4 separate regions of the Mus musculus genome follow, and all the other regions are linked to region 4. Evidence: chromatin contacts called from public ChIA-PET, Hi-C and promoter capture Hi-C data. All regions are on one chromosome and are shown on one strand. Each heading gives the region's core, a stretch centred on a gene start, on an enhancer-like site or on the middle of the called end of the contact. The rest is flanking DNA. Distances are from core to core; before and after follow the strand shown. Region 1 holds the start of Doc2b (double C2, beta). Region 2 holds the start of Rpa1 (replication protein A1). Region 3 holds the start of Serpinf1 (serine (or cysteine) peptidase inhibitor, clade F, member 1). Region 4 holds the start of Pitpna (phosphatidylinositol transfer protein, alpha).

Region 1 (6,551 bases), core at 1,737-4,236, 210 kb after region 4:
CCATGGTGTCTGCAGCAGGACCTTTGCCTCGGCTGGCGTGAGCTACTTTGAATTGATTTCATGGTACTTGCAGTCCAAAGCCTCTTAGTCATTGCAGCTTTGGGGTCTGCATTCCCTCTGCACATGGGCAGCAGGTAGCTTGGGATACCTGGGAGCTGGGGCCTTGAGTGATGCTGTGTGTTCTTCCCTGGCCTCCTAAGCTCAGTAGGGAATGAGGTGTGTGTGTGTGTGTGTCTGTGTGTGTGTGTGTGTGTGTGTGTGTGTGTGTGTGTGTGTGTGTGTTCATGTGCCCATACTTGCATACTTTGTAGTGACAGGCAAGGGAGGGGCTTTAAAGAGGAGAACATGGCTAAGCAAACAGGCTGTTTTTGCGCCTCTGCTTGGACAACAGAGCAACCGCCCTCATTTCTTTTTGTCCGAACAGATAATCCAATAATTAGAGCAGCAAATAGCATAACCCTGGCTAAAGCCATAATGAACCATCTGGCTTGAATCACTTAGGCTTATTCTAAGAGATCTGGTTGTCAGAGCTCAGAGGGTGCACAGCCTTGGGTGCCAGGTACAGGGTGGTCCTGCTCAGGGTCTCCTCACCTGTGAGAGCTACAATCCTCGTGCTCTTAGCCCCAATGAGATGCCCAGCTTCATACCCACTTCCCGGCTCTGCAAGCTCCAGGCCTCTTCTCCACACTTGTTAGTGTAGCATAGTCGTCTGGGTGTGGCCAGCCCCCAGTTTCAGTTGAGAAAGCTGTATCTAGGATCCAACTCATGTGAACCTGTCTCCAGGGAGGACACCTGTGGCCTGAGCCCAGGGACACAGCATGGTTCTGTTTGCCCCACTCCCAGCTGTTCAAAGAGTGTCCTGAAAACACCGGAGTTGACAGACAGGAGGTGGGGCTTCTGGCTTGCTTTATTCTTTCTGGTGGGTTTCCTCCCTCTTGGTCTTATGTCATCCCTTGAGCTGCTATGGCACCTGGAGAGTGGCCTGTGGCTCAGGCACAATCTTTGTCCACCTGCTCACTCCCTCACCTGCAGAGAGAATGCTGGAAATGGGAATCACTTCTATCCTCTCTTCCCAGGATGACTCTGGATCCCCCAAGGGGGCTAACTGTGGTCTTACTTAGAGCCTCCCTAGAGGGCAGCCAGCCTGGATCCTTGCACAGAGTGCCAGGAATTGGGCAGAAAGTAAATCCAGGGCGCAGCTCTGAAGATTTTAATAAATTCAGCCCACCTAGTTTCCCTCAACCTGCAGGACAGCAGAGGGCAAGGCCTGCTCCCCAGCCTTTATGCTTGTGGGTAGGTTCTCCATATGCCCTGAGTTAGGGGGTCCAGGTCTAGAACGCACACAAAAGGCAGTGTTCCAGCTCAGGCTTGATCCACCTCTGTTGATGGGCTCTCTAAAGTGAACAGTGGAGTCTGTTCCCAGGGTGACACTGTGAACTCCCATCCTTAGCGTCCAGAGGCACATGGTATGCTGGGGAACAGTCAGCCCCTAGCCCAGAGGCCCTGGGGAACGCCCAGACAAGGCATAACTACCAATGTTGCACGGAGGAGGGGCTGCTTTTGCCTTGGGCAAGCTGGGATGGGTCCCCCCAATCCCATGGGCCCATGGCATCTATGACTAGGTTCTGAGGCTGGCTTTGTTTTTTTTTTTTTTTCTAAGTGAAACAGGGTGACAGCTGGGCTGGGGCCCTTCCATGTAGTCACCCCAGCCGCAGCCACAGCCCTCAGCAAATTCACGGGACAGGTGATGTGACTTCTTCCCTCCTTGGCTTCCTGGATGGTCCCTGGTGGGCAGGGTTAGGCATCCTCAGGGACCACACAAGCCACCAGGAGAGGTCCTGGCCTGGCTCGGGAGACCCTGGTGTCTGTTGTCTCCCTGGGGCTGAGTCCGAGAGGAGGGGGCGCGGCTGGGGACCCTCCTGACCGGGGAAGCCGGCGTAACAGGTGGGCGAAGGTCCACGGCCAGGGCCGGCGGGGTCCGCAGATGCGGGAGGAGGAACCGCCAAGGTTTTTCCAAAGGACAAGCGGCCCCGCGGTCCTGGTTCTCGGCCCGCGCACCAGCAGAGCCGTGGCGCGGTGCGGGCCGCCGGGCCCGCCCCAGCTACCGCAGGGTCCCCAGCTCTCCGGGTGGACACCCCGGGACAGCCCGCACAGGGCTCTGGGGCCTGGCGCAACCGCGCGGCCCGCAGCAACTGGTGTCTCTCCGGGGCGCAGCTCCGCCCTTCCCGGGAACAAAAGCCGCCGCCCGCGCAGGAGCTCCTGGCGCGCGGGCCGAGAAGGGGTGCGGGGCGCGCCTCGGGGAGCGGAGGCCTGGAAACGGGGCGCCCCAGAGGACGCCCCCAAACTTCCCAGCTCTCCCGTGCGGTTGTTCCGGGCGGCGGCGGCGCTTGCCCTGCGGGGACCCGGGTGCGGGGAGGGGGCGAGCGGCCGGCGACTGGGAAACTTACTGCAGTCGTCTGACTCGTAGCCGTCGACGTCCGGCTCGTCCTCGGGGGGCTTGGCGGGCGGCCTCGCGGGGCTGGGGCCGGGGCTGGGGCCTGGGCTGGCTCCGTAGGCTCCGAAGAGCTGGTCCACATCTTCGTCGTCGTCGCGGGCGCCGTCGGAGGGGCTGCGGGGGCTGGCGCTGGCTGCGGGAGAGCGCGCGGGGGCGTCCGGGGGCGCGGGGGCGCGGGGCGCGGCGGTAGGGGGGAGGCCCCGCGGGAAGCGGGGAAAATAATCGGAGATCTGCTTGATAGGCCGAATGGGGCCGGGACACACGTCGATGGCCATATGCTCCTGGATGCTGATGGTCGCCTTCTCCCCGCGCCGCCGGAGGGTCATGCAGGCAGCGCCGCGGCGCGCGGCCCGGCCCGGCCCGGTGTGACCCCGGCCCGGGGGCAAGTCAGCGGGTCCCGCGGGGCGCTGCGGGGGCTGCGGTCATCGCCAGCGTGGCCCCCGGACGGCCCTGACGCGGCTGCTGCCTGCTCGGCGGCGGCCGGTGCGAGTGAGTGCGGGGCCGGCAGCAGGGGGCGGGCCCAGCCCGCGTCACCCGGCAGCAACCAAGCGGTGAGTGTGCGGGCTGCGCGCGCGGGCGGGCGGGCTGGCGGGCACGGAGAGAGCGAGGGAGCGAGCGAGCCAGGAGAGCAACCACTTCCTCGCGCTCACACGGCGCGCTCACACACGCGGGAGACGCGCAGGGCCACTCGGAGCCTTTGCCTCACTTAGGCTCGCAGACTGGGTGCCAGCCCATGAGGGGCTGCATTCCACTCTCGTGCAGACACACACAGACACACAAATGTGTGTAGAGACACTCAGTGGAAAAGATCACCCATTCCGGGCTCCAGGCTACAGACACATGCACTGGTGGATGCTAAGGCATGGTGCACCTCCCCAGCATGCAAAATACATACAAGAGACACATGTTCGCAAGGATGCCCAGGGCAGTCTTCCGTGCTGGGCTCAACTCACAGAACCCATAATAGCCATAGAAGCCATTTGGGGATGTGGATAGGAACTCCTCAAAAAATCCCCTCCTTTGTAGAGGCAGGTAGGTAGGCCACAGGATTACCCTGCCAGGGAACAGGCTGTTTACTTCCTAGCAGGACAAGTGTACCCTGGGCTGTCCCAGGACACTGCTGGGACAGTCTGCTTACTTCCTCTCAGGTCACATGTAAACAGGAGCGTCTATGACCTGGGCCAGACTCCTCACTCAGTCCCTGAGTGGCTTAAAAGACCCAGAAGAACAGGCTGGGTGAGAACTTGGACCGGGGCATGGTCAGGATGGACAGAGGGAAGCAGGCCAGGCCAGGGATCTCCTGGGGTGATGACTGAGTTCAGGTGTAAAGGCAAGGTGCTGCCTGGCCCACACTTGTGCCTCCCATGCCAGGCAAATCCCTGCCGCAGTTCAGGGAACAGCTGTGCTGGGAGCAGGCTGCTGCGTGTGCAGATGCATCTCCAGTAAGCCCTGGGCCGGCGAGGATGGAACCCTGTTTACTCTGGTTTTCACTGACGCGTGGGAGAGGCTTATCATTTTTGGCTGTGTCCCTCTTTTGTCAAGGTTCTCAACCCATGGGCTGTGACCCCTTGGCGGACTGTCGATTTCGACCATGGGAAAACACAGAGATTTACATGGCAATTTATAACAGTAGGAAACTTACGCTTATGAAGTGGCAATGAAAATAATTTTACGGTTGGGAGTTGCCACAACACAAGGAACTGTATTGAAGGGTCGCAGCATTAGGAAGGTTGAGACCCACTGCCCTACTGAGTCTAATATGAGAGTGTCAACCCAGAACAGGCTGGGTGAGGACTTGGACTGGGGCATGGTCAGGATGAACAGAGGGAAGCAGGCCAGGACAGGGATCTCCTGGGATGATGACTGATGCAAGGTGAGGGCTGGAGCTAGGAGAGGAGAGGGCCTTCCCTGTTGCTCTCAGTTGCATCATTCAGGTGGGGTCATTGGAGCCCCTGTGTCTCAGTTTTCTCATCTGTCAAATGGGACTAATTCTGATTTCCCAGCAGTGTGGGGAGGCCCTCCATGAGCCTTGAGTATGACAAGATGACATGACTTCCTCATGATTCCTCCTTCCTGTTAGAGACTAGACTCACTGAGAAGAATGGAGAATTGTGTGGTTTCTTTCCCTTCTTTTTGGTTTTCCTGTTTTCTTTGTGGGACTGTGAGTTGAACCTGGGCTCTCTCATACACATTAGGCACACTCTAACCACTAAGCTGGACACCCCAGCCCTCTGTAGTTTTTATTCTGAGAAAGGGTTGCGCTGAGTTGTCCAGAGGGCCTTGAACTCATTCTGAGGTTGATCTTGAATCTGTATCTAGTCCTCTTTAGATTTCTTATTTTGAGACAAGGTCTCACCAATTTGCTCATGCTGGCCTTGGACTCACCCTAACTCAGGCTGACCTTCAACCTCTAACCCCTCTGCTTAGACCTCTTGCAGACTGGATTACAGCCTGCTCCCATGGGCCTGGCTTTCGTGCTTGAGTGATCATGCCTATCTTTGGAAACCATGTCCTCCTCTGCCATCTTTCTTGCATTCTTTTACTGCCCATCGTAGAGCCAGAGATTCTTGTTCCCATTTCACAGCTCAGGAAATTGAGGCCCAGGCACAGAGAACAAATCAGGGTGATTGTTGGTTGCTGAGAACTGCAATTAAGACCTAACAGAGGACTGGATATGGTGGCAAATTCTAGCACTCAGGAAACAACGGCACAAGGATTGCCTCATGTCTGAGGGTAGCCTGGTCTACACAGTGAGTTCTAGACCAATCAGGACTAGACATCAAGACCCCATCTCAAACAACAACTCCCCCAACCCATGTTTCCATTCTCCCTTCCCCTGCCTTTCCTTCCTCACCCTGCAGAACTGAAGCGACTCAGAGTGGAGCTGGCTGCCCAGGTGAAGCCCTGTTCTCAAGGATCCCCATGAGGCTTCTTGGATGGGGACAGCCAGATGGAGTGGGGGTAGGGGTTGAGGGGCCAAGATTCAGGGATTACAGGAGAATAAGCTGGCCTGGTAGTCTGGCTGCTGGGGGAGCCCACTCAGCCTTCTTGAGGGTCTGAGTCTAAGGAGAGAGATAAGAACCTGGTCTCAGAGGCTGTCGTTGTAGGAGGACCGAAGGGGCTTAGACCTTACATACACACACACACACACACACACACACACACACACTGTGACTTTTCCTATGTCAGACGTGTCTACATCATAAAATGATTATGCTGTGACATGGGTATCAAAAAAAGCAGACAGTCTCCACATGTCCTTGGGTGGGTGGGGACAAGAAGAGGTGGTACCATCTTGCAAATAGGGACACTGAAGCTTCAAGTGATCAAGTGTCTGGCAACTGGGACTGGATATAGGAGCCTGGTTATACCAACTCCTGACCCTGTGTTGTTTTTAAGTCCAAGTCTGACTCATGGGCTCATGGGGAGAGTGGGGTGGAGGAGAGTCTGACCAAAAGTGGCTTTCTGGAAGAGCAGCTCACAATTCTCCGCCCTGTAGGAGCTAGCTCTTAGGAAAAATCTAGAAGAAGTGGGGAAAAGGTCTTAGCTTTGAGCCAGGGAACCCTAAGATACCCGCTGAAGAGATGGTATGTGGACCAGGCTCTGGTAGCTGGCAGAATGAAGGCCCATTCTGAGTCGGAGTTTGATCACTCATGAACCCTGCTGACATGGGGTGGGACCCCACAGAGGGAGGTGCGGAAGTACTGTCATCCAGAGAAAAGTCCATTTTCTGGAAAGACCAAGGGTTAGGACTGAGACAGACTTGGAGTCGAAAGCTCCGGTCTTCCGGCCCTTGACTGTGCCTGACTTTGTGTGATTGGCTTCAGTCCGAGATTTAGAAGGAATCTGGATAGAAGATGCCTAGCACACTACCTGGCAGGCAGTCGGCATGCTTGCCCTGTCTCTCCCGTGCATACACCATCCTATGCTACCTGCCTGCCTCAGTTTCTCTCTTGGGTGAATGCAGTCAGTTGCTCTGTCTATTGCCAGAACCAAGTGAGGAAGGACATAGACTAGAAACCTACCGAGAAGCGAATGTTCTTGCCAATGCTGAGTA
Region 2 (5,931 bases), core at 31-2,530, 240 kb before region 4:
ACAACCATCCGTAACAAGATCTGACTCCCTCTTCTGGAGTGTATGAAGACAGCTACAGTGTACTTACATATAATCAATAAATAAATCTTTAAAAAAAAAAAAGACTATTCCAGTGGGGATGGAAAAGTTAAGTGTGGAGTTAAAATATACTTCAACTGGTGATGGACTAGGTGTCCAGAGTCGGGCAAAAGGATGCTCTGTGGTAGAGGTGCCTGCTGTGTAAGCCCAGCTACCTGAGCTCAATCCACAGAATCCACAGCGGAGTGGGAAGAGAAACAACGTCCCAGAGTTGTCCTCTGGCATCCGACGCACATTCGCCATCCCCAAGATGTCATACATATGTGTACATACTACACACTGGCGCACGCGCACACACACTCTTTTTTAAAATTCAGACTTAGAGGGACATAAAGGATTTGCTCTGATATATGTTCAATTGAAAATGACTTTGAAGATAGAGGGCAGATCGAAGGAAGCTCAGCAGGAAAGAATTAATAACATGCAGGTGAAGGGCTATAAACTAGTCTGCAGAGGGCCTTGGCTCGACAAAAAAATCTATGGGGTTTGCCGGTAAAATAAGGAAAAAGTTGTCAACATGAAACACAGAACACTAGCAAGAGAGGAGTGTTAGCAGAAAGAAGCCAACAAGCTCAAACAATTAGGTCGGCTGAAAAATTTTAAAATGTCTTCTGATTTGGCTACTGGGAAGCCACTGGTGACTTCGGTCAGCGTTTTCTCTCTCGTGACCAGAGAGATGTCTAGTAGCAATAATGAGTTAGGAGGATGTAAAAGAAGTAAAACAGCCGAAAACAAGTCCAAAAAGTTTGGGGTGATGGAGAAAGGGAGGAAACAGAGGCCGCCGAAGATAGACAGCGGCATGTTTATTTGTCTTGTTTTCTTAGATGTAAACAAACTAAAAAAACTCGTGAGTTCTTCTGCCAGTACCGGGTTGCCTCCAGCATCCTCTGATGGTCTTAGAGACCCCGGGATGCTCCCCCGCGGCCGTATAATTTCCTCCCTGACGCTCTCCCGATCGACAGCGGCTCCCTCCCCGGGTCCTCTTTGCACCGCTCCAAGGCCGCGCTGCTAGGGCCATCGAGCCCGCTCAGGGTCGTCTCCTTACCTCGATGGCCCCCTCGCTCAGGTGTCCCACCATGGCTGCACCGCTAACTCCCGCGCTCGCGCTCTTGCACCGCCTGAGCTTCTCTGCCGGGGTCCCGCGGGCTGCTCAACGATTGGCTAGAGCAACTGTGCGTGCCGATCCGCCCCCAGCGTGAGCGCGGTGCGAGGGGCGGGCCTAGACGCCGATAGCCACCGCATTGGCTACCGCGCGGCAGGCAGAGCACGTGACTCTTCCGAGGCCGGGTTCGAGGCCTAGTGGCGGGATGGCGGGACGTGAGGGCGGGGCGCTGGGTCGCAGTGCGCCTGTGTCAGCGCGGTGCTACTGAGTTGTTCCCCCGCCAGCTGTCGGAACTTTGCCCGCCCAGTCCTTTGGCGGACAGACAGAATGGCAACCCAGGGAACAGTCGGAGCTCTCCCCTGGTAACTGCTGCTAAATATAGTCAAAGCAGTGACCTGGGTACTTCTTCACGCAGTGCGTGCCCGGCGCCGGTGCCAGGCCCAGAGCTTGGCACTGTGGGATAAACAAGGTAAATCAGACTCAGTCTCCGCCCTCTTGAGTTCCACCTGAGAGTTGTGGCCGCAAGGAACCCAGCCTCAAGGATGGTAGACGCGATATGGGCCACACATGTGGAGCTCCAGAGTGGGGGTCAAAAATCAATCAGGCTTTCGAGAGGCGATGCGGTTTGAACTGAGTTAAAGTGTGTGTAGAAATTTGTCAGGTGGATTCCAGTGAGGATAGTGATGTTCCTAAAAGCCCAAATGGCCTATGCAAAAGTATTGGAGAGCCTGGCGTGCTGGCTGGCTCTGATCTGTTTGTAATCCCAGCCTTTGGGATGTAGAAGCAGCAAAAGTTCAAGGTCACCCTTAACACCGTTGAGTTCGAGGTCAACCTGAACTAAATGAGACCCTGAAAAATCAAAATTTGGGACCCAGGCGTGGTGGCATTCGAGGTAAAAGCAGGCAGATCTCTGAGTTCGAAGCCAGCCAGGCTAACATAAGATCCGGTCTCAAAAAAAAAAAGTAATAAAAATAAAAAGGGAGAGAGGCTATATGAACTGAAAGAAAGACCTGGAGATCAAAACAGAAAACTGAGCCGTCTAAGAAATGAAAATATTTAACTTCATAGTTGCTGGAGTAAGAAGTCTGGAAAACTTTGGGCAACTAAGGTAAACAGGTCTAGAAAGACTGGAATAGTAGCCATCTACTGGTATTTTGATCTCTGTTTGTACAACCACAACCTACTATAGTTTCTCAAACAGTTCCAAAGAATATGTCTGGGTGAATTGGTACCACACCACAGATTAACTCTCCTTCAGCATATCAACAGCTATAGAAAACCCCAGAAGAAATGATTTTGGTTGCGTGTCACTTGGTAGGATGAAATCTCGATTTTCTAGAACTATGCATTAATAGAAAGCTGAATCTTCATGTTCTGACTTTACAGAGCTGCGGCAGCATGGATCTACCGGTGGATGAATGGAAGTCCTACCTACTTAAGAAGTGGGCTTCACTCCCGAAGTCTGTGCAGGACACAATTTCTACAGCAGAGACTTTGAGCGACATCTTCCTTCCTTCTTCTTCCCTTCTTCAGTAAGTGAATGGAAACTTCAGGGAAATTTTGGTCTGGAAAATGTTCTGCCTTGTCATTTGGTCTGAATATCTCTTTTTTATAGGAGAGAGTAGCTTTATATTTTTTATAGTATGGGGCATTTAGCAGTTACTGTTGGTTTTCACGTTTCTCCCTAGTCTGTGATTATAGAATGGGTAGGCATAACTGCTTTCCTCTTTTGGTATGTGTTATACTTAAGTAATTTAGTATCTTGCTGTCGTCCCAGTGCTGTCACTCAAAGGATATGGTGCAGGTTGTGTAGCTGCCCATAGAAGCTCATTCAGTACTAATAGTGAGAAAGAACCCTAGCAATTGTTTAGTTGAGACCCAGAAATTTTCAAATTCTATGGACTGCATTCACTGGTGAGATAGACATTTTATATCACAACCTAGTAAATGTATACATAGGTAGAAGTCTCATTTACTCAGCAAATCTTATTTTTTAATTTTTAATTATCTGAAATTAAAATATAATTACATCATTTCCCTACTTCCTGCCTCCAACCTTCCCATGTACCCCTTCCCACTTTGCTTTGCTCTCTCTTAAATTCATGGCCTCTCTTTTTAAGTTGTGTGTGTGTATGTGTGTATTCCTAAATGCAATCTGCCCATCCATATGATGTTACTTGTGCGTATATGGCTTCAGGACTGACCAGTTTGTTTTGGATAACCAGCTTGGGTGGGGCTTGAAGGGTAGAGGAGTGTTCCCTGGGGAAGACTACCCCCCCCCCAACATTCCTTAGTTGCTTAGAGTTCTTTGTCTAACGTTGGACCCCTGTAAGAATTTTTTCCCCTTTCAGGTTAACCTATATAAATAAGACTTTCAGGCCTTGTTCTTGAGACTTCAGAGGTCTAGAAATGTCCCTGACATTTCTAGGAGATGCAGTCTCACCTCTGACTTTCTTCTTCCTCTGGTTCTTGGAATCTTTCCACCCCCTCTTCCTCCATGTTCCCCGAGCCTTGGGTGCAAGAGTGCTGAGCACCACATGATCACATGTTCAGTAAATATTAGTGCTCTGTGGCAGTCAAGAACATTAATCCCTGCAGTCTGGAGGCAGAGGCAAAAAGATTGTTTCAGCAGCACATATACTAAAAATTGGAACAAAACCAGTCAAAGAACCACACTCACCAGGAAAGGATGTGAATGTGGATGCACCGAGCAGGGTCAGGCAATAGCAGCGAGGTAGCCACGCCCGCTTAGGCTTCTGACCCACCGGACTGTGAGGATCATAACTGGCTGTTGTTTGGAGCTGCTCAGCTTGGGTAGTTTGTTGAACAGAAGTAGAAAACTCGTTGGCAGAGGCTTGAGTGTGATGTGAGCTGATTATATCTTCAAAGAGAGATGATCAAACTAAGCCTGCAGGATAAAGCCATCCAACTGTATGTTTTTCTCCTAGGACCACAGCTAAGGATGGCTTTTTACCAGATAAAAGTTTGCAGTTGATTTTAAGATAAAGAGCACTGGCCATGAACCCTAATTAAACAAAAAAGGACTTTTTTTTTCTTTTTTTAAACAAAGAAGGCCAGTGAGCTGGCACAGGAAGTAAAATGCTTGCCTTCCAAAGATACAAGCCTGACCACCTACTGTGTAAGCCTGACCACCTACTGTGCAAGCTTGATGACTTGAGTTCAATCTCTAGGACCCACACAAAGGTGGAAGCAGAAATCCAATTCCACACACATGCTGTGGAATATGAATAAACACAAAAACACTAATAATTAATAAAAATAATAACAATAATCTAAAAAAGAAACTAATCCCACTGCTGCCATTAGTAAACTTACATTACAAAAAAAATACACTCTGTTATATTTTTTAGTTTTGTCAAAAGGTTTTAGAAATCTCTGCTATAATGAATAACTATAATTAATATCCACTTCTTGGCTTTCAAAGCCTAAGTACTCTAGTTTTCTACACGGAAAGTTTGCTGAGCCCTGATTTTTCTTTTTAATGATTTTCAATTTAAATCTCTTTTTACTTCTGTGTATGTGTGTGTACCATGTGCATGCATGTACATGTGCAGTTTACACATGGTGGTCAGAGGACGGCTTTGGAGAGTAGGTCCTTTGCTTCTACCTCGTGGGTTCTAGGCTTAACCTTAGATCATCAGTCATGGCAGGAAGTGCCACCAGAGCCGATCAGTCTCACTGGTCCTGAGCCCTGCTTTAAAGAACTGCTTGTCTGCTGTGTCAAGGATAGGCAGCAGAAGGAGCCAGGGTAGAAGCAGAGAAGCAGTAACCTCAATAAGAAAATGGACTCAGGCCAGCGTGAGTGTAGTCAGGGGAGGAAGAAGCATTTGGACTCTGAGGTACATTTAATGGCAATTCTTTTTTTTTTTTTTTTTAGATTTATTTATTTAATATATGTGAGTACACTGTAGCTGTCTTCAGACACACCAGAAGAGGTAATCAGATCCCATTACAGATGGTTGTGAGCCACCATGTGGTTGCTGGGATTTGAACTCAGAACCTTCAGAAGAGCAGTCGGTGCTCTTAACCTCTGAGCCATCTCACCAGCCCTAATGGCAATTCTTGAGATGAGAGGTGTTGTGTTGTGGAGTGTGAGAGGTAAAACTGACCCTAGGGAGAAGGGAGGAGGGTGACATTGCCAAATCTGGGAACCGCAGATGGGGAAAGGAGTCACACTCCGTGTTTGAGTTGCACGTGCCCCAATGGTAATGTCTAACTATGTTTGGAATTTAAGAGAGAGGCCTAGGATAGAGAAACAAACCTGGGGCGTTTAGAGCCAGAAACTGACTAAGCCTCCAAGCAAGAGTGTGTGGCTGCTTACCGCATGTGCTGTGCTGTGACAATATGCCCTCTGCTTGCCTCATTTTGAAATGCTAATCAGAACCCACTAAATTAATTTCATGACCCACTGAATCATGACCTGCAACTTGAAAAAAGCTGAAAAATGTCTAAAGCGGTCTACAGCATCTGTGGATTCCCCTCACAGAATTCCAAAAATGGTTGGGAACTGATGAAAATATGGCTAATAGGCAGACTTTGGCTAGATAAGTTATTCTGGTTTACTAACAGAAACATGTGGTAAATAAACAGGAATCAATTGACTATTTGGTACATTGGCAGGAACAGTTAATTAAAGAGGGGTGTTAATGTGTAATAGACGAGTTCCTAGCCTGGTGTGGTGGCACACGCCTTTAATCCCAGCACTTGGGAAGCAGAGGCAGGCAGATTTC
Region 3 (6,432 bases), core at 3,228-5,727, 170 kb before region 4:
GTCTTCCGTCCCTGACCTGCCCCTGCACTTCTCCTTGAGCTGTGCCCCCATGTTGGTTCCTATCAGGAGACCCACCTTCCCATCTAAGCTCCAGCACAGGGAAGACCCAGCAGCAGGCTCTTCAGGCCCCAAGACAATGCTCTAGCACAAACACACACCAAGGCTTTTCCGTGGAGGCACACGGCCAGCTCCTTTGGTAGGATTTGGAACCCTGTCTCAGGATGGGAGCAGAGCCCAGGTCATAGACTTACAGAACATCTGGTCTGGTCCTGCTATCCACCAATAGTTCTCTGACCAAAGCCTATGTTAAAGACACACACACACTTTCTTCTAGGTAGGTTCTTGTGTATGTAGCCCAGGCTAGCCTTGAAGTTGCAGCTACCCTACTTCATTTGCCTCCTGAGTACTACAATGCCAGGTGTGAGCCATCATGCCTGACTTGACTCCCTTCTTCTATTTCAAGAGCAATTCTTAGTTAAGAGGGTATGAACCAGGGCCACACTGCCTGGGACCAAACCTTGTCTCTGGGACTTCATAGCTATCTAAAGAATAAAGCCCTACTTGTATGGTATGGTATGGTATGGTATGGTATGGTATGGTATGGTATGGTATGGTATGGTATTGTATTGTATAGTATAGTATTGTATAGTATTGTATAGTATAGTATAGTATAGTATAGTATAGTATAGTACTGTATAGTATAGTATAGTATAGTATTGTATAGTATAGTATTGTATAGTATAGTATTGTATAGTATAGTATAGTATTGTATTGTATTATATTGTATAGTATAGTATTGTATAGTATAGTATTGTATAGTATAGTATTGTATAGTATAGTATTGTATTGTATTATATTGTATAGTATTGTATAGTATAGTATAGTATTGTATAGTATAGTATTGTATTGTATAGTATAGTATAGTATAGTATTGTATTGTATAGTATAGTATAGTATTGTATAGTATTGTATTGTATAGTATAGTATAGCATAGCATAGCATAGCATAGCATAGTATAGTATTGTATAGTATTGTATAGTATAGTATTGTATTGTATAGTATAGTATAGTATTGTATATTACTGTATTGTATAGTATAGTATAGTATAATATTGTATTGTATAGTATAGTACTGTATAGTATAGTATAGTACTATATAGTATTGTATAGTATAGCATACTATTGTATAGTATAGTATAGTATTGTATAGTATAGTATAGTATAGTATAGTATTGTATTGTATTGTATTGTATTGTATTGCATTGTATAGTATTGTATTGTATTGTATTGTATTGTATAGTATTGTATGGTATAGTATAGTATAGTATTGTATGGTATTGTATAGTATTGTATAGTATAGTATTGTATAGTATAGTATTGTATTGTATAGTATAGTATTGTATAGTATTGTATAGTATTGTATGGTATAGTATAGTATAGTATTGTATGGTATTGTATAGTATTGTATAGTATAGTATTGTATAGTATAGTATTGTATTGTATAGTATAGTATTGTATAGTATAGTACTGTATAGTATTGTATTGTATAGTATAGTATATGAGTTCTCTGTATAAAGTATAGTAGTATTGACCTACTTCTATGAGGGTTACATTTTAGAACATCTCTCCTTTTTTCCTTTTTGAGACAATCTTACTATATTTAGGCTCCCCTTGAACGTGTGATCCTTCTGCCTCTGCCTCCCAAGTGCTGAGGTTACAGGCATGCACAGTCACATCTGCCTACACAATGTCTTAGCAGCCCTTAGCAGCACCAGGGGTCAGGAAGCCCTCAACTGTCCCTTTAGCTGGCTTCTCTTGTGAAGGGCTATGTCTTCTTCCCCTTCCTAGCATGGAGACGGCTCTTAGCCCCAGAGCCTTCCTTCCTTCAGGTTAAACAGCACCAGTTTTTGGTGGGACCTCCCATTTCCCTCTATCTCCCTAAGCAACGACCTTTTCTGCTCTGACTCTCATCTGGCACTTGGACCACAAGACAAAACTGCAGCCTGGGCTGTGTGTCCTCGCACATCATTCCTGTGCCCCCCTGGAGTCAGGTCTAGGGGAGGAAGACAGGGTTCACGACTCAGAAAAGACCACTGGCTGTCCTAGTGTGCCCTCACCCATCCTATAGCACGCACATGCTGATGTGCCCCCTCCGCTCCATCACCATCCTCTCATGTACACGTGCCCTCCCTCGCCAGACACATGCATCACTAACTTTTCTGACTTCCCAGAAAAATATCTGATCTGAGAAGTTAGGAGTCTGCCATCATCAGCTATGGTCCTTAAAATTAAGTCAGACAATCCATGGGACATGAAGGGCAACAACGAGAAGACTCCTCGTTCCTTGTTCACTCTGCTTTTGGCAGCACCACCAGCAGGAACCAACCTGGCTCTCCCTAATCCCTCATCTATAGCAGGTCTCCCGGTGGGAATTTTAGGGACCTCTGTGTTCTCATCCAGGGGCACTGCCACTCAGCTGCTCAGGGAGAGACCCCTTAGAACAACAAAGAAATCAATGCAGATTTAGGCTTCTTGTTTCCCTTCCCAGCCCCTCCCATCACAGGCAACAGCCTCCCTTGGCTGAGCCTCAGGAGGCTGATTTATCAGAGAGGTGCTCAGAGAGGCACCTCTGGTCCCTCTGGGTAGGTAGCAACTGAGACAGGAGGAGATGGTCACCCTGGGCATCCTCTACCAGGAAGTAAATGAGATACCCTTGCAGATGGGACCCCTGAAGTTCCTCCCGGGGGCGGGGGTGGTGGTGGTGGGAGTCTAAGTCACAGATCTTTGTTACCACGTGGTTAGACTGAGGACTGAATCTGAGGTGGGAAATCTGATGTGCATGGGGAAACACAGAGGTCCAATGCTGGCCAAGAGCTACAAGCAGGGACAGGTGCTAGGGGGATGTCTGAATGTTCCACCCCAAGCCACAGGAATAACGGAAATGGAGACTCTAAAGGGCAGAAAGTGAGGGTGTGCAGCAGGGGCTGCACAGGACACATGCAAGGCCCTGGCTGCAATAACTGGGTTGGGGAGGCAGTCATTGGCTAGCCAGGGGCACCAGGACAGTGATGCCATCCTGTCCAAAGGGCAGTGTCCAAGCCAGATTTCTAGGCTCCAGGGGGAGGAGGGTCCGGGGAGAGGGGTCAAGATTCTCCCCCTCTGAGTCAAGGTTGGCCTTCCCATGTGCCCCAAATCAGGAGGCACAGAAACTGGGATGTTGTGGTCTCACATCCAAGCTGAGAAGACAAGTGGGAGCCAGTACATGTGTTTCAGATTAAACCCAGTCGGAGACAAACATGTTGCTCCTCCTCCTCCCAGAGCCAAGCTGCCTTCAAGCCACATGGCAGTGAATATGCGGACAGTGCAGGGGAGGACACCTCTCTCTCCACTGGCTCAAGGACAGTTTCAAGGGGTTCAGGCTGGCTGGCTCATGGCTACGCCGCTCACCCCCTGGACAGTTTGGGGTTTTTCCCTCCTGAAATCTTGGAATCTGAATCAGCCTGAGATACCCCATAATTGTACCTCCCAACACCCCCAGAAAGGTCAGCCCTGCAGAACAGAACTCTTTGGTCCCCACCCATCCCCCTCAGCCCTGGAGGCTGAACTGATGGGCAGCTAAGGTCCAGACAGTGGCTGGCTCTTGGAAAGCCTGTCTCTTTCCTTTGACTCAGACCACTCCCTGCCGTGGCTTACATCAGGAGGTGCAAGGGCTGCAGGAGGGCAGCCAGACCCCACAAACCAGCTAGGCTAAATGGTGCTTATTGTTCGCAAGAGGCCATGACCTCATTTGTCTCCCAGCTCTTTTGGTAAGAGAGAATGAGAGGAAGCTGGACAGAGAACCTAGCAGGCCTCAGGCAGCCCACTGCTCCTTGCTGTAAGGGAACCAGCACCGATGGTTCTGAAAAGCAGCGATCCGAATGGAGTCAGGCTGAGCTGCAGGAAGCTCACCTTCCTTGCTCACTGCTGGTGGAAGCAACTTCAGGAAGAGCCCAGCCTATGGGACTATAGCTCCTCCGGGGTACTGCTGAGTCCAGCCCCAGAGCTTAGCTCCCTGCTTCCCACCACCCACCACCACATCCTTTCCCAACACCATTCAAAACCCCAGTCCAGCCTCTCCTACTGGTCTACAGTGAGCGGCTAATAGAGTCCTGGGCCTCTGTCCCCCCAATTCTCTCTCCCCTCTCATCTGTTCACCTTGGTTCCTAAACTGCAGGGGCTACTATAACCCTACCTCCACTTCCTTGCACCCCTCTTTTCTGCTCTCTGGGGTGCCCCTGCCACTCCCAGTCCCTCTAGCCAGGGAGCCTCTTCCATATCTGTCTTCCCCAGGCTAGACCAGGCGCTGCCTTACCTGTGGTTGCGGCAGCTTCTCTCACAGCCTGCACTCTGAGGGGCTCCAGGAAGCAGTGAGGGGAGTAGCTGCCTCTCAACCAGCGTCCAGCAGGCTTCAGATTACAGCTACTCTTTTCTTAAAGTGACCTGACTCCATTTGGAATCTGTGATTGCATCATTGTCTGGTGTTAACTTTAACCCACTGCTGCCCTTCCGCCATGTGGCTCCAAGACCACACGTTGGCCACCCTCCTCTCCCACCACATCTCCCTTGGATCTTTATCTCTCTTCATTGGGACCTTCATTGGGACATGATGGCTAACTTCAGGGGCACTTGGGCCAGCCTGGGGTAGGTCATGAGTCTGAACTTGAACATCTGAAAGGATTGGCTGAGAGGCAGGCTGCATGGAGAGACTGTGAGCCAGCCGGTATGGAGATGCTGGGTTCTTCCAGGCGCTTGGCTCTGGCTCACTGCAGGTGGGAGCAAGGTGATTCTTCTCCCCTCCTCACCTGGAAAATGAAGGAATGGGACTGTACCTGACAGCTCTGAAGGTTCCAAAGGACAGTGGGGTGGGGACTAGAGAGTTGGCCCAGTGCTTATGAGCACTGGCTGCTCTCGCAGAGGACCTGAGTTCTGTTCCCAGCTCACATAGCAAGGACTCGAAACTGCTTGGAACTCCAGCTCCAGAGAATCTGACGCTATCTCCTGGCCTCATCAGGTATCAGAGAGAGAGAGAGAGAGAGAGAGAGAGAGAGAGAGAGAGGATAAAAGGTTAGCCCAGTGGTGGTGGCACATACCTTTAATTCCAACACTTGAGAGGCAGAGGCAGGTGGAGCTCTGTGGGCCAGTTTGGTTTACAGAGTAAGTTTCAGAATAGCCAGGGCTACACAGAGAAACCCTGTCTTGAAGAGAAACACACACACACACACACACACACACACACACACACAAATAAGATCTTTAAGAAGAAAAGAAAGGATAGTGGGGAAACATCTGAGCAGAGGAAGAAATGGGGTGCGCAGGACACCCACCCTCAGAGGAGGCCCTCACTGGAGGTGTCTGCACAGGAGAACACTTGCACTCAGCTTGCCCTAGGGCGTCAGAACTCAGAATTCAGTTTCAAAGCACTGACAGGAGCAGTGACTGGGGACCCCAGGTTGAATCCCCCCTTTATCTAAAATGAGTAAGAACCAAAAAAACAAAAGTGTTTGGGATTTGGAATCTGGGTTATTTGCATCTACAAAAGAGGTCTTGGGGAGGAAACCCAGTTCTACCCCTGGAATTCATCAGTTTCCTATACCGCTGACTACACAGGGGCTGAAGGTAATCTCAATGTTTTCATAACTGGTGTGGTGCTACTTGCTCATGATCCCAACACTTGGAAGGTAGGTCAGAAGTTCAAGAGCAGTCTTGACTACTCAGTGAATTTGAGGCTAGCCTGGGCTACATGAAAACTCATAAAACAATAAAAGAAAAGAAAAGGTGGCGAGTGAGGTGGCCCATCAGGTAAAAGTGCCAACCACCTCGCCTGAAAGCCTCCACACGGAAGGGGAAAGCCAGCTTCTACATGTGGTCCTCTGCCCTCCGCATGCACCATGGCTCGTGCACCCCCACACCCACCCACCCACCCACCCACATGACATAAATACTTGTAATGATTAGTTTCTGAAGAACAATATTTTCGTTGATCTTGTTTAGGGAACAAAGTTCGTGCACATTGACCTGTCGACCGTGTAGTACGGGATCCGCTCCAGGAAGCTAAAGATTTTGGGATGCTTCATGTTGCAGCTACTCTGATGAACAGTGTTGCTTTCTGGGCCAGGTAATGGTGGCATATACCTTTGATCCCAGCACTTGGGAGGCAGAAGCATGTAGATCTCTGTGAGTTCGAGATCAGCCTGGTCTACAGAGTGAGTTCCAGGATATCCAAGGCTATACAGAAAAACCCCTGTCTCTAAAAATCACTAATTTAAAAAAAAATTCCTTTCTAAACCTATATAACAAATGTTTTGTAGGCTGCCTTAACAAAGCCCAATGGCCATTCAGAGAAGGCTCAAAAGAGAAAGTTTAGGGGACTCTACAAGCATCCTCAGGAAGGCCA
Region 4 (5,786 bases), core at 3,196-5,695:
ATCTGGGCTGTAAGTTAGGACTTCCTTAAGGCCCCTTAATTGCTCCTTTATCAGAGGGAGCCTCTCAACTGGCACTCAAAGTCCCAAGCTCAGCCCTGTCTGAAGGCCACCCCATTGTCATCTCCTGTAACCAGTACGTGCTGCTCTGGCCTCAGGCCCCCCACTTCAGAGGCAAGGCCTACCCTGCACCTGTGGCTCCCATGCTGTCCCTCTGCAGAGGTCTTCCTAAGTCTTCTTCAGCTCAAATTGCTTTCACACCGCCTGGAACCTTCCCCCCACACACACCTTTTTTTTTTTTTTTTTTTTTTTTTGAGACAGGGTTTCTCTGTGTAGCTCCGGCTGTCCTGAAACTAACTCTGTAGACCAGGCTGGCCTTGAACTCAGAGATCTGCCTGCCTCTGCCTCCCGAGGGCATGCACCACCACTGTCTGGCTACTTCCTTGAATCTTAACCAGCACTGACCCTCCTGTCATCCATGGTTACCTCTGTCACAGACTACTTTAAGTTGATACATGTGAGCAAGAGCACCAGGAGTGGCAGAGCTGTGACCCTCACGCTTTTCTGATGGTTGTGCCTGTGAAAGGGGGTGGGGTTTTGTGTGTGTATGTATTTGTTTTATTTATTATTCTGTGTATTTGTTTATTTTTTGGTATTTGTTGGGTTTTTGTTGTTTATTTAAGACAGATTTTTTTTTTCCTATGTAGCCCTGGTTGTCCTAGAACTCGCTGTGTAGAGCAGGCTGCCTCTTGACTCAGGGATTTGTCTGCCTCTGCCTCTCTCCTGAGTGATATAACTAAAGGTGTGTGTCACCATGCCTGGCATTTATATTTATTTATTTATTTATTTATTTATTTATTTATTTATTTATTTATTTGGTTTTTTTGAGACAGGGTTTCTCTGTATAGCCCTGGCTGTCCTGGAACTCACTGTGTAGACCAGGCTGACCTCGAACTCAGAAATCTGCCTGCCTCTGCCTCTCGAGTGCTGGGATTAAAGGCGTGCGCCACCACACCTGGCTCTTTTTTTTTTTTTAAAGATTGTTTTTATTATTTTAAAGTGATGTACACGTGTCTGTTTTTGTGTGTGGGCAAGTGCAGGAGCAGCAGGAGGCCAGAGGCATCAGACCCCCGTGAGGCTGTAGTTTCAGGTGCTAACTGCATGATAGGATGCTTCAGTCTTCTCAAAGAGTGGTGTGCACTCTTGACTGAGCTAAGCCATCTCTCCAGCCTTTTGGTTTTGGTTTTCTTTAGGTTTTGTTTTTTTTTTGGACAGGGTCTTGTGTAACCCAGGCTAGCTTCAAACTGAATGACTAGCTGTGGATGACACACTCACACTCTCTCTCTCTTTTTAAAGAATTATTTATTTACTTTATGTATATGAGTACACTTTTAGCTGTCTTCAGACATCTGAGGGCATTGCATCGGATCCCATTACAGTTGATTGTGAGCCACCACGTGGTTGCTGAGAATTGAACTCTGGAAGAGCAGTCATTGCTTTTAGTCACTGAACCATCTCTTCAGCCCTGACCTTAAACTCTTCAACTTCCTGCCTCTATCTCAGAAGTTTTGGGATTACAGGCATGAGCTATTAGGCCTGATTTATGTGGTACTGGGAGTCAAACTCGGGACTTCGCAGGTGCTGGGCAAGCATTCTACTGAGTCCCAGGCAAGCATTTTGCTAGAGGAACTACATCTCTAGCCTTGATGTTTTGTGGTTTTAGTTCCCCCAGTGTCTAGCACAGCCCTCCAATCTCATGCTTTTGCCTTAGCCCACTGACTAGCAGCAATTCCCCTCCCTAAATATCACTGTTAATGTTGCCCCGGGGGTCATTCAACCAATTCAGCTTCCAAAGTCACACTGGTCTCTTCTAAAAGCCACTTTGGTAAGTTTATATTGAGCTTCCCTCCATTCAGCAAGGGAGGGATCTTGTTTGCTTGGTCATCCCTTATGTTTTAAGTGTCTAGAAAAGCACCCAAGACAGGGCCAGGTGCTCAATCAATATTTATTGAATGAATGAATAAATGTAGTCTCCCAAACTAGCCTGCAAGTTCCCAGGAGGGCGGGATCTGGTTACTTCCTGGAGAGAGCCAGCATTTTCTAGAGAACCATCCATTGACACCATGGAGGAGAGAGAGCCCTGTGCTGGAGGGCCAAGGCCGGAGCACCAGCGGCCAGCCCACTTCTTCAAGCCTGCCTTCCTTTCAGAGTCTTTGCCTTGGATTTTTGTAGTTCTCCTTGCTCTCCTAGAGTTTGATGAATGAATGACCAATAGATAGAACACTTAGAGCAGTCCTGGTCACTGGTCACAGCTGGGTGACAGACAGTATGGCCTCCTACTCCCCAAGTCCTTTCTGAGCCACTATCTCGGGTAGTTCTCTCACATTGCACCCAGGTATCCTTCAGGTACCCCTCTCGGTGAGTACCCCTGTTTGCCAGCCACTTTGCTGTGTCTGAGTGCTATTCACTCAGGCTCCCGGGCCTGCTTTTCTTCCTCCCTTGCTCTCACCCTGTTGCCCTCTTGGCCAATTGGCCAACAAGTCCTGTTTTGCTTTGCTTTGTTTTGTTTTTCCCCTATCCTGAATGCTCCCCGGATTTCTGCCACTACCTCTTCCCTAGTCTCCCTGCCTACATTTGGCCCCATCCAGCCCTCTCTTCTTCCCTTCCTGACCCCACCATTCAGGGAGAAACCGTCTCATGCATCTCATAGCACTCCTGAAACCCCTGGATGCCCTCCCCTGGCCTGCAGCCCACACTATCATCAGCCACGGAGGAACCTATTCCTTCCTAGCTCTTCAGCCTCCAGACTCAATGTTCCCGTTACGTTACTTCTGCTAGTCCGGAGCTCCTCAGTTGTTTCATCAGCTTTACGTGAGCTGGGGTCATCTGTGAAGAGGGAACCTCAGTTGAGAAAACCTTCCCATCAGATTTGCCTTTAGGTAAGCCTGTGGGGCCTTTTTTAGATTAACGGTTGCTATGGGAGGGCTCAGTTCACCCTGGCAGGTACAGTGCCTGGCCAGGTGGTCCTGGGTTGTACAAGAAAGCAGGTTGAGCAAGCCAGTTCAGCAGCTTTCCTCCGTAGCCTCTGCTTCAGTTCCTGCCTTCGGGTTCCTGTAATGTTTTTCCTTGCTAATGGACTCTAGTCTCAAAGTCGTAATAAACCCTTTTCTCCCCAAGTTACCTTTGGTCATGGTCTTTATCACAGCAACAGAAAACCACACTAGGACAAGTCCCTGAATGCAGCCTGTTCCTGACTCCGGCCCTTACGTGTGTCCTTTCTGCTGTGCATGGTCTTCCCCAGCATCTTGTGGATCTCTGGGATGCCGTCCCTCAAGGGACTCCTCACATACACCAGGTGCTGTCCAGTGTGATCCCATCAAACACAACTTCCACCTCCCACCCGTACCCCAAAGCCTGCTGCCAAGCTACCGTTTTCTTCTCTTTCTGGGATTCTGGGATTGAACCTAGGGCCTCCTGCATACGAGGCAAGTGCTCTGACGAGCCACATCCCAACCCTCTCTTCAGCTTTTATGAGACAGCAACTTACTAAGTTTTTCAGGCAGGCTTTGAACGTTCCATCCTTCTGCCTCAGCTCCCAGACAGCTAGGAATTCCCAGACAGCTAGCCTGTACCACTAGCTCTGGCAGCCCCTTTCCTTCCAAGTGCCTGCTACCCCAGCCATCACCTGCCTCCCCTCCATTTGATTACCAGCTCCCTAGGGGCAAGATAGTGCCAGCCTTCTTCTCTCTATTCAGGATATCACAGGCTCTGGTACACAGCAGCCCCACAGCCAATGGTTAGTGGGTGGATGAGAAGACACTAAGATTTTATGTTAGAATCTCAGCTCTACCCAGCACTCAGGAGCCAGAGGCAGGTGGATCTTTGTGAGTTCGAGGCCAACCTGGTCTACAGCGCAAGTTCCAGGACAGCCAGAGCTATATAGTGAGTTCCTGTCTGAAAAAAAGAAAAAAAAAAAATCAAATCTCAGCTACATCATGAAAACACTGTGATGAGCAAATCTAACTTATGCAGCCTTCTTGCCTGTAAACGAGGGCAGTAACAGTATCTTTCTGGTGGAGATGTGGAGTCACGTATTTAGAGGAAGTATATACACACTTGTTTGGTTTTGGTTTCTTGGTGAATCCAAATTAGGCAAGTGCTTCGTGGTTGAACTAAATCTCAAACTCCCTCATTTTATTTTTGACATGCTTGGCTCTCAGTACACCCACCAGCGAAGTCCAAGCATATAGGCACAGTAGCTCCTGATGCAGAAGAGTATTCATACCAAACATGTCTCTTTACCTCTTGACTACCAAACCAGACCTGGGCCCAGATGCTGACACGGACCCGGAGCCACGGCCCATTTAAGGGTGGAGGGGTGGACCCGGGAAGGCCCCGCCCCGCGTGAGGTCAACGCGCACTGCTGCGTCTGACGCTTTGGTTGCCGCAGAGACGCCCCGCCCCCGCGTGGCGCTGCGGAACCGGAGCTCCGGGCGGCGTCGGCAGAGGCGCGGGAGGTGGTGAGGCCAGGGCAGGGCGACAGGAGCCCGCGCGGCGACCGCAGCGAGAGCAGCGGGGACAGAGCAGACCACGACGAAGGCGCACAGGCAGCGGGGCCGGGCCGGGCCACCGGGAGAGCGGCCACCGGGTAGCGGGCGGGAGGCCGGGCTGGCAGCTGGCAGCCGCCGAGCCGCGAAGCGACATGGTGCTGCTCAAGGAGTAGTGAGTGTCGGGTCGGCTGTGCGGAAGCGAGGCGGAAGGGAGGGTCGGGATGACGGCGGCGAAGGCAGATCGCCTGCCGGGGGATGGAGAACACCGGATGGGGCTGTTGGGCCGCTTAGCAGGGGCGGAGAGGACAGCGGGGGCTGGACGGGGCCTGAGGTGGGGCCGGAGGGGCCCGAAGGGGCCAGAGGGTGACAGACAGCACCTGAGGTGGGATCGAATAGGTCGGAGAGGAGGCTGAGAACCGGTGCGGGCCGGTCAGGGCCTGAGGAGGGGTCAAGGGGATAGGGAGATCCAGAGGAGACATTAGGAGGGGCATGGGGAATGGAGAGCGCTGGATGTGGTGTGGCCCTATGGTGGACGCTGTGGGATGAAGGAGCAGGCAGAACTGCCTGAAGGACCGAGGAGTTGTGTAAGGGACCAAGGAGCAGTGGGACAAGGGCAGGCAGCGCCGGTGAGTTGACTGACGCTGGGGAGGGGTTTGAGGCTGAGCTGTACCAAGGGGCAGGGAAGATCAGATAAGGTAGCTCTTGGAATGGAGTTGAGGTGGTGGGGAGGGGTGTTGAGGCGGAACCTGGGGCATGGACAGTGGCTGCCTGAGGCAGCAGAGGAAAAGGGATTGTAATAATTGGTTGCAGAAAAAAGGACTTCAGTCAAAGCCACGCTTGGGTGATGGGATGGGCAAAAGAGTATAGGGGACTGGATGACAGGGTGGGGATGGCATGGTACCCAAGTAGGTGCAGAAGAGGAGGCTTTTGCAAGAAGTTCAGCATGCCTGCTTAGGACTTGGCAACACTTGAATGAAGAGTCTAGAAAATACTGGGCAGGTTCTAAAGTGATGTGAAGGAGTGTGGGTAAGAGAGAAGGGCATTAAGTTAGCAGGGCCCAGGACCGTCCAGGAAGATGATTAAGAATGAATGTGCCTGCTAATGGAAGTGGTGGGGACCAAGACAAGGCTATCCAAGCCTACAGGATGCTGGATGGTGCTGTTTGGAGGAATTGAGGTCCCATAAATGTTTTGGGGGGTGTGGAGCTGTTGATATGGGGGATGGGCAGGGCTTGCAAGG

Evidence for each region. A called contact is a pair of places that touch in the nucleus more often than the background predicts. ChIA-PET counts read pairs in DNA pulled down with a chosen protein or histone mark. Capture Hi-C pulls out chosen DNA fragments and counts their contacts.
Region 1: a promoter capture Hi-C map of adipose tissue shows a contact between it and region 4. The contact joins the promoter of Doc2b here to the promoter of Pitpna in region 4.
Region 2: a contact with region 4 is called in an RNA polymerase II ChIA-PET map of memory CD8 T cells, with 109 read pairs. The contact joins the promoter of Rpa1 here to the promoter of Pitpna in region 4. A contact is called at or near these places in 9 of 39 promoter capture datasets (the C10 cell line, the HPC-7 cell line, cranial neural crest and 5 more), 5 of 484 Hi-C or Micro-C datasets (B cells, CD8 T cells, granulosa cells and 2 more), 8 of 115 datasets of contacts at active chromatin or transcription factors (the 230-238 cell line, the SCID.adh cell line, effector CD8 T cells and 5 more) and 2 of 9 other capture datasets (adipose tissue and liver).
Region 3: a contact with region 4 is called in a Hi-C map of Sertoli cells, with 2.0 times the contacts expected there. The contact joins the promoter of Serpinf1 here to the promoter of Pitpna in region 4. A contact is called at or near these places in 4 of 39 promoter capture datasets (hippocampal neurons, liver, neural stem cells and 1 more), 8 of 484 Hi-C or Micro-C datasets (the G1E-ER4 cell line, Sertoli cells, embryonic stem cells and 2 more), 7 of 115 datasets of contacts at active chromatin or transcription factors (the 230-238 cell line, the HPC-7 cell line, the SCID.adh cell line and 4 more) and 4 of 9 other capture datasets (adipose tissue, embryonic stem cells, liver and 1 more).

Annotation. Positions count from the first base shown.
Region 1 is chr11:75,793,074-75,799,624 of GRCm38.p6, forward strand. It overlaps Doc2b (double C2, beta), which reads right to left and starts at 2,987. Exons shown (of 9, transcript NM_007873.3): 1 at 2,448-2,987. The coding sequence starts at 2,820. It overlaps Gm12339 (predicted gene 12339), which reads left to right and starts at 2,736. Exons shown (of 4, transcript NR_136933.1): 1 at 2,736-3,045.
Region 2 is chr11:75,347,103-75,353,033 of GRCm38.p6, forward strand. It overlaps Rpa1 (replication protein A1), which reads right to left and starts at 1,281. Exons shown (of 17, transcript NM_026653.2): 1 at 1,124-1,281. The coding sequence starts at 1,156. Smyd4 (SET and MYND domain containing 4) reads left to right here and starts at 1,331. Exons shown (of 11, transcript NM_001102611.1): 1 at 1,331-1,649; 2 at 2,567-2,712. The coding sequence starts at 2,579.
Region 3 is chr11:75,418,146-75,424,577 of GRCm38.p6, forward strand. It overlaps Serpinf1 (serine (or cysteine) peptidase inhibitor, clade F, member 1), which reads right to left and starts at 4,478. Exons shown (of 8, transcript NM_011340.3): 1 at 4,351-4,478. Gm35337 (a long non-coding RNA gene) reads left to right here and starts at 4,493. Exons shown (of 3, transcript XR_388848.3): 1 at 4,493-4,679; 2 at 6,030-6,153.
Region 4 is chr11:75,583,634-75,589,419 of GRCm38.p6, forward strand. Pitpna (phosphatidylinositol transfer protein, alpha) reads left to right here and starts at 4,446. Exons shown (of 12, transcript NM_008850.2): 1 at 4,446-4,719. The coding sequence starts at 4,700.